Regions from separate parts of the Mus musculus genome. Here region 1 is linked to region 2. A link is a contact called in public HiChIP or PLAC-seq data. All regions are on one chromosome and are shown on one strand. Each heading gives the region's core, a stretch centred on a gene start, on an enhancer-like site or on the middle of the called end of the contact. The rest is flanking DNA. Distances are from core to core; before and after follow the strand shown. Region 1 overlaps Ksr2 (kinase suppressor of ras 2). Region 2 holds the start of Suds3 (suppressor of defective silencing 3 homolog (S. cerevisiae)).

Region 1 (3,286 bases), core at 781-3,280, 320 kb after region 2:
CCATATCTTAGGGTTCTACTGCTGTGAACAGACATTATGACCAAGGCAACACTTACAAGGACAGCATTTAATTGGGCCTGACTTAACAGGTTCAGAGGTTCAGTCCATTATCATCATAGCAGGAAGTAAGGCGGCATCCAGGCAGACACGGTGCAGGAGGAGCTGAGAGTTTTACATCTTCATCTGAAGGCTCCTTTGAGAAGACTGGCTTCCAGGCAGCTAGAATGAGGGTCTTAAAGCCCATGCCCACAGTGACACACCTACTCCAACAAGGCCACACCTCTAAATAGTGCCACTCCTTGGGATAAGCATATTCAAACCCCCATAAGCTAGATAGAATCATACACACACACACACACACACACACACACACACACACACACACATCCCCCCAAATCAAATTGTGGTCAGTGAACCATTCTCTCTCCCCGCCCTTCCTTAAACCTCCCTGGATTATTTTGAAGCATCCTTCCAACACTGTGACATTCCACCTTCAATACTTACGTGCAGATTTCTTTACAAAGCTTACTTATGTATGTGTCTGTGTGTTCTTGTGTGTGTTTGTGGGCACCACACTCACTCAGATGTCCTCAGAGACCAGGGGACAGTGTGCACATTCTAGAGTTGGGTGCTGGGAACTGAGCCCCCCGCCCCTGTCCTCTGCAAGAGCAGTGAACCACTGAACTGCCTCTCCAGCCCCTTATTTCTGTACTTTTAGTAAGTGATGAGTACTCTCCTTAAAGCTCAGATTCCGATGCTAGCTCTCCCTTAACCAGGCATTTCCTTGAACAACAGATGAAAATATTTATACATAAAGTCTTACACACGTTCGCGACCGGCCAGGAAAGACGCAGCAAACCAGAATCTTCTGCGGCAAAACTTTATTGCTTACATCTTCAGGAGCAAGAGTGCAAGAGCCAGAGCAAGAGCTCTATTGCTTACATCTTTAGGAGCCAGAGCGCAAGAGAGCAAGAGCCAGAGCAAGAGAGAGAATGGCGAAACCCCGTCCCTTTTTAAGGAGAATTATTCTCCGCCTAGGACGTATTACTCCCTGATTGGCTGCAGCTCATCGGCCGAGTTGTCATCACGGGGAAGGCAGAGCACATGGAGTGAAGAACTACCCTTGGCACATGCGCAGATTATTTGTTTACCACTTAGAACACAGGATGTCAGCGCCATCTTGCAACGGCGAATGTGAGGGTGGCTTCCCACAATAAAGTCCTTGAAGCAGCCACTGAGGGAGACACCTGCCTGCCAGAGCTCCTGGGTGTCATTGAAAACACCTTAGAGGACAGTCTGAAGAGTCATAAGTGTCGCTCCCCCTCCCTCCCTCCCTCCCTCCCTCGGTTCCTTCCTGTAACTTTTGTCCATAGCCCAGGTTGTACTAAAACTCTTTGTAGCTATTGAGTATGACTTTGAACTCAAGACACTACAGGTCCTACCTCCCAATTACTGAAGTACCCAACACGCTGTCTGTTTAAAGGCTGGCTCAGGTCCATCCTCTCAAAGAACCAGCCGGTTGGAACTGGAGGTCACAGCGCTGATGGGCCAGGCTGGAATCTAAAACATAACTCAAAGGGAGGAGACCGTAGCATGGGTTTTAGTCTTCGACCATTCACATCTGCTTCAAAAGGTGACCTGGCGGGCTGCTTTGGACCGAAGCCTTGCTGAGCCAGCACAAGGTACAAATAGCTATCATTGTATGGTAGGAATAGTGCTGGCGCCCGGATGCAGGACAGCGGCTCTCAGACATTGGCCACGTTGCATTTGAATGCCAAAGTGAAATAAAAGGAGTTGTACCAGACGACTCCAAGTTTGGGAAAGGCTTTTGTTGTAGATATAAGGGAGAAAGACAGAGGGAGAGCCACTGGCAAAGAGAGGTGGCCAGGGCCAAGGGACCAAGACCAAAATGGCTGAGTTATGTAGGGATCAAGCTGGGGGAAGGGAAGCAGAAGCCCAGCCTGTGGCGGGGTTGTGGGGGTGACTTAGGTAGGGGACAGGGCGAGGTGTGCTGGGTGGAGCCACGGGCGGTTAGGGATGTTGGGAGAGCTGGGTGGAGGACGCTGGTGAAGTGAGACTTGTCTTGGGTCTGAGACCCAACAGCATGAAAGTTGAGATCGTATGCTCACGAGGAAAGGCTGTTCCAGAGAGAAGGAACAGAATACTCAGAAAGTCAGAGGTAGGAAAGGCATCAGGGAACCAAACAAACGCCAAAGCGGCTGAAATCTCCAGAGCCCCAGGCCCTCTGGGAAACCCAGAGACCAGCAGTCCATCTTCCCTTCCCTCCTCTGGCTTCCTGGCTGCATTTCATAGGAGAGCGAGGCGTGTCACCGGCCAAATTGAATAAGCCCCTCTAATCGACCGTCTCCACTTCTCAAATACGATTTGAAAGCCTAACGTGGATTTATTGGTCCCCTAAGGTAGAGGCAGGTTCTGGTAGCAGCACGGCACACCCAGTACCTTGGGAGACTGCTGCGCAGGGTGCGTAGGACTCAGAGTTGCAAGGGTTGGAGCACGAGGAGGTGCAGTTGGGAGGGAAGAGATTAGGGGAGTGGAAATATGTTTTCTGGCCTCGCTCCGTTACTATCAACAACAGCAGAGAAAGCGTCTCCGCGGGGTTATGAAAAATTCATTAGTAGCATGCTTAGAGGGCTGAGAGGCCGGCCATTGTTTGATTAGATTAGCGAGGAAGAGAGCAGTCCTAAATGAACTGAGATTAAGAGCCGGACTCCCCCTCACCTACCCCACCCCACCCCCATCCCCACCCCCAGCCAGTCCTCTCTGCATGCAATCACAGCTTCTTCCAGCCAGCCATCTTTGCTTGTCTGCTGAGCTGGTTAGGGCCTGGGACAGTACAGAAAAGGGGTCTTGGAGGGGTCTCGGAGGAGTCTCGGAGGGGTCTCAGGCATTCCAGCTCCAGCTGTTCCCTAGGGGCTGCCCTCCTGTTTGAAAGACCTGTTTTCTTTCTCCTGGGTCTTCCAGAGTCCAGAACCTTAACACAGGTGTGGCGTTTGAGACCGAGGAATGGGTTTGGGAGAGAACTAGGGAGAGGCCTGATGAGAAACACACTCAGCAAGCAGTCTAGGAGACAGACCACCAGCGATCGACACAGAGTTGCCTAGCGTGCTGGCACGCCCTTCACCCCGTTACTCTAGAGGGAGAGGGATGAGGATCGCTGTGATTTGAGGACAGCCTGGTCTACACAGCAAGTTCTGGGCCAGCTAGGGTAACGCAGTGAGACTCTGTCTGGGCTTGGGGAGATGAGGCCCAGAGAGATGGCTCAGCG
Region 2 (3,714 bases), core at 41-2,540:
AACTGGTCTTAAGCAAAGATCTGGATCCAATGGCCTGAGTGAAGAGGGTCAATTTTGTCTTCGCTGTACCCCCTCGTGGTCATTAAAAGAAGTGCACCTTTCACATTGAAAAATCCCTAGTTAAACCTTGATTTTGTTTTTGTTTTGTTTTGTTTTGTTTTTTAACCATAGTTAAAACAAACGCACTCAGTTCCTATAACTTGCTCTGCGTGCACTGAGGCCGGAGCAGACCCAAGTCCTCACAAAGCCGCCTCCTTTCCTTCGGTGGAAGGAACTTTCACGGAAGCCCTGTCTAGAGCCAGCTAGCTATGTTACTACGCATTTGAGAGACTTAAGATCCTGCCCGCAGTTGGGGGTAGCTTTTGGCTTTTTACAGCCCGACTCTATGCCTGAATACTGTCCACTCCGCCCATACAAAGACCTCCCCTTGCCCCTTCTGCTTCTAGCTTCTCCCCCACCTAGCCAGCTCCTTCCTCAATAATCCCTCTGGGTGTCCCTCACACCCGCCAAAAGGTAAATAAACAAGGTCCCGGATCGAGACCTGAGGCTGGAGGAGCGATCACGCAAATGCAGACTACTCGGACCTGAAAACAAATCCCAACCTCCCCTTTCGCCCACTTCGCCGTGGCAGGACACGATTCCATTGAACCCCTCCCAACCTAGGAGATGAGGACTCCAAGCTACCACGCAGGAGGTGGGTAAACAAGACAGCTTTAAGGTCACAAAGCTGGGGGCGGGGGAGAGGTGCCGGCCAAAGGAAGACTTATCGCCTGTCCCATTCCGGCTCCCCAAGCGGAGCTAGGGGCATTAAAACAGTGGGAGGAGAGAAGCTGGGAGCGAGAAAGCCAGGGCGAGCATTGCTCCGACCCGAGTGCGGAAATGAGAGACGCTGGGCTGGGGACCCCTGGCTCGCAAGAGCTCTGGCGACCTCTGACCACCCGCACCCGGGCCCCGTCCCCACACCCGCACCTTCGTCGGACTCTCGGCCCCGGCAGCTGCGCTCGTCGTCCTCGGCGCTCTCCAACTCCTCCTCGTCCTCCGGGTAGTACTCCGGGGCGGCCGGCGCTGCAGCCGGAGCCGGCGCCGGAGCCAGCAGCCCCGCGGCGCTCATGTCGCCGCCTCGGGGCCGCGGCGGAGCCGGTCCCGCGGAGATCGCGGCCGCCTGGCTGCGTCCCCGGAGCCCCGCAACCTCGCGCGGTTCCGAGCCGCGGGCACCGGGACTCCCCTCGGCTCCGAGCTCCGCCCCCCACCCCGCACCCCGGCGCCCGCGCTGGGCAACGGGGGCCTCGCGCAGCCGGCTACTTCCGGGTCGTGGGCTGCTCGGTGACAGCCTGATCAGGCCGTCCTCGAGACGGTAGGTGAGACGCCGGGGCTCCACGGTTTCTGACACGGCGGCCGCGGCGGCGTCACTGTCTTAAGAATCCGCGATCGGCCACGGCGGAAGGGGCGGAGGCGGGAGTCTCTGGAGTCAGGCATATCCAGGGGCAGCCGCGCCAGCAGTCAGGACCCCGGAGTTGGAGGTGGCACTTCTGGCAGTGGCCACCAGGCGGCGCCTGGAGTCAAAACTAAAGTGTGGATGGACTCGACCTGATGGGCGGAGGCTTTGCAGAGCCCTGGATAGGTAGCATGGTCTCTGATTCATGCAGGTGAATGGCACGAACGGTTCCCGCGGTGGGCTTGGACGCCTGGCCAGCCAGAGTGTGTGGGATACAGAAAATGTTGTGCGTGGTTGCTCCCCTGCCTTAATGGGGGCTTTATTAAAAATTATGGTAAAGGCAAGTTGTTGCCATTTCATCCACCGGTCAGGTGAAAGTGTGTCCCTAGGCCTTGCCAGTACTTTCTTTTGAGTAGATTTACTGGGTAAGCTGTTCTACCGGTTTTACAAATGATCAAAAGAGTTGTCATTCTTTCTCCTTTCAAGAAAAGAAAAAAGAAAAAACGGTGGCGTCAGTCTAGCATCCCAGATCCACAGCTGTCCACAGGATAACTTCCTTGTGCTTCCCCAAACATAATTTTTAAGGTATTTTAGCCTAAAACAGTAATTTAATAACCTGCTAATTTTTACTTGAGTAAATAGGGCATTTCCCTCCAGGAACTACATTGGCTTAAATTCAGAAGCCAACGCTGAGCAAAGTGACCTTTAGTCCCAGGACTAGGGAGGCAGAGGCAGGCTGAGTTCAAGGCCAGCCTGGTCTGCAATTCGTGTTTCAGAACAGCCATGGATACACAGAGAAACCCTGTCTTAAAAACAAAAAAAAACAAACCAAGCCATGAAACTGAATCTCTCCATGTGTTAATCTGTGTAGCCCTGTGAAACATAGTGTTACAGTTTTGCTTAGAAGAGGAGGAAGAGGAGGAAAGGGAAGAGGTGGAGGAGGAAGAGGAAGAAGGTGGAGAGGAGGAGGAGGAGGAGGAGGAATAGGAGGAATCATCTCAGCACTTGGGAGGCAGAGGCAGGTGGATTTCTGAGTTTGAGGCCAGCCTGGTCTACAGAGTGAGTTCCAGGACAGCCAGGGTTACACCGAGAAACCCTGTCTCGAAAAACAAAAAACAAAAAGAAGAAGAAGAAGGAGGAGGAGGAGAAGCAGAAGCAGTAGCAGCAGCAGCAAAAACCTATGGTCTCTGCCTAGTGGCTCACAACAATAATCCCAGGTGCTCAGAAAGACAAATGCAAGAGGACAGAGCAACATCAAGGCTTGCCTGGATTTCACAATGAGTTCAAGGCCAGCCAGTTTAATGAGACCTTGTTTGAAAGCAAAATTAAAAAGGATGGGCCATGTATGCCTGTGGCTGGGTAGGGCACTTGTTCGGCATGCTGGAGACCCTAGCTTCACTCCCTAATTGGAGAGACAGAGAAGATGTGTCCAGAGGAACCCTATTCAGTTAACTCAGATCTGCAGAAAACAGAACAAGCATTAAGGCCCGGCAGATGGGAACACAGCAGAAAGCGGGGTGGAACCCGGGGACAGTATTCTGTTTCTCACAGCCTCTGTGATCAAATGCATTTCCAAATGGGCCCCCAGAGAGACTTCTAAAAATGAGAACATTCGTTCTGGGTCGCATTTCTTTTGACATTTCCTATTTGCTACCTTGTTTTAATTAAATCTTGGCTCTCTTTGTAAGAAAGAGTTCCTCTCTGCAGAAATGCAAGAATGTCCAGAATGCAAAGCTGGGACGGCTTTTCCAGCAGCTCGGGATCTGAAGCCCCTTCTCGACAAGAGTCCTTCTTCAAGCCCAGCCTCAGCAGAGGTTCTCGGAGCTGTCTCTTCTCCAGAGGATGAGGTCAGCTTCCTGCGTGTGCTTGTTCTCTCTCTCTCTCTCTCTCTCTCTCTCTCTCTCTCTCTCTCTCTCTCTCTGTGTGTGTGTGTGTGTGTGTGTGTGTGTGTGTGTGTGTGTGTGTGTAAACTGTTGGAACACATGTAGACTATTTGTAATCCAGCACACTGTGGGATCGCAGCTCCCAATACTATTAAAGAAGCAACAAATTAACAGGCATCATTTTTTGAACTCAGAATCCATTGATACAATGAAACAAATGACAGTTGGGTTTGTTACTAAACTGTGTGTAATCTTGTTTTGTGTTTAACTTTTATTTCTGTCTCCCTGATTACAGACAGCCAGTGTTAGTCTTCATGCGTTTCTGTTTTACATGGATTACAGAGACACAAATGGTTGGATGACGACAATTTGTCCCTTATCTTCCATGAAAATTGC

The links. HiChIP or PLAC-seq counts read pairs in DNA pulled down with a chosen protein or histone mark.
Region 1: a contact with region 2 is called in an H3K27ac HiChIP or PLAC-seq map of embryonic stem cells, with 2.8 times the contacts expected there. The contact joins the enhancer-like site here to the promoter of Suds3 in region 2. A contact is called at or near these places in 1 of 15 datasets of contacts at CTCF or cohesin (the NIH/3T3 cell line), 11 of 115 datasets of contacts at active chromatin or transcription factors (the 230-238 cell line, differentiating embryonic stem cells, embryonic forebrain and 5 more) and 3 of 9 other capture datasets (adipose tissue, embryonic stem cells and pancreatic islet).

What each region holds. Positions count from the first base shown.
Region 1 is chr5:117,438,896-117,442,181 of GRCm38.p6, forward strand. All of the region lies in intron 1 of Ksr2 (kinase suppressor of ras 2), which reads left to right. Among named protein-coding and RNA genes, the nearest start is that of Ksr2, 27 kb to the left of the region's middle. Within about 2 kb of position 2,031, at least 16 of the 459 cell types and tissues checked have an H3K27ac peak or open chromatin away from gene starts, as enhancers often do. A contact at or near this core is called in differentiating embryonic stem cells and embryonic stem cells, where this site is marked.
Region 2 is chr5:117,114,703-117,118,416 of GRCm38.p6, forward strand. Suds3 (suppressor of defective silencing 3 homolog (S. cerevisiae)) reads right to left here and starts at 1,291. Exons shown (of 12, transcript NM_178622.5): 1 at 970-1,291. The coding sequence starts at 1,111.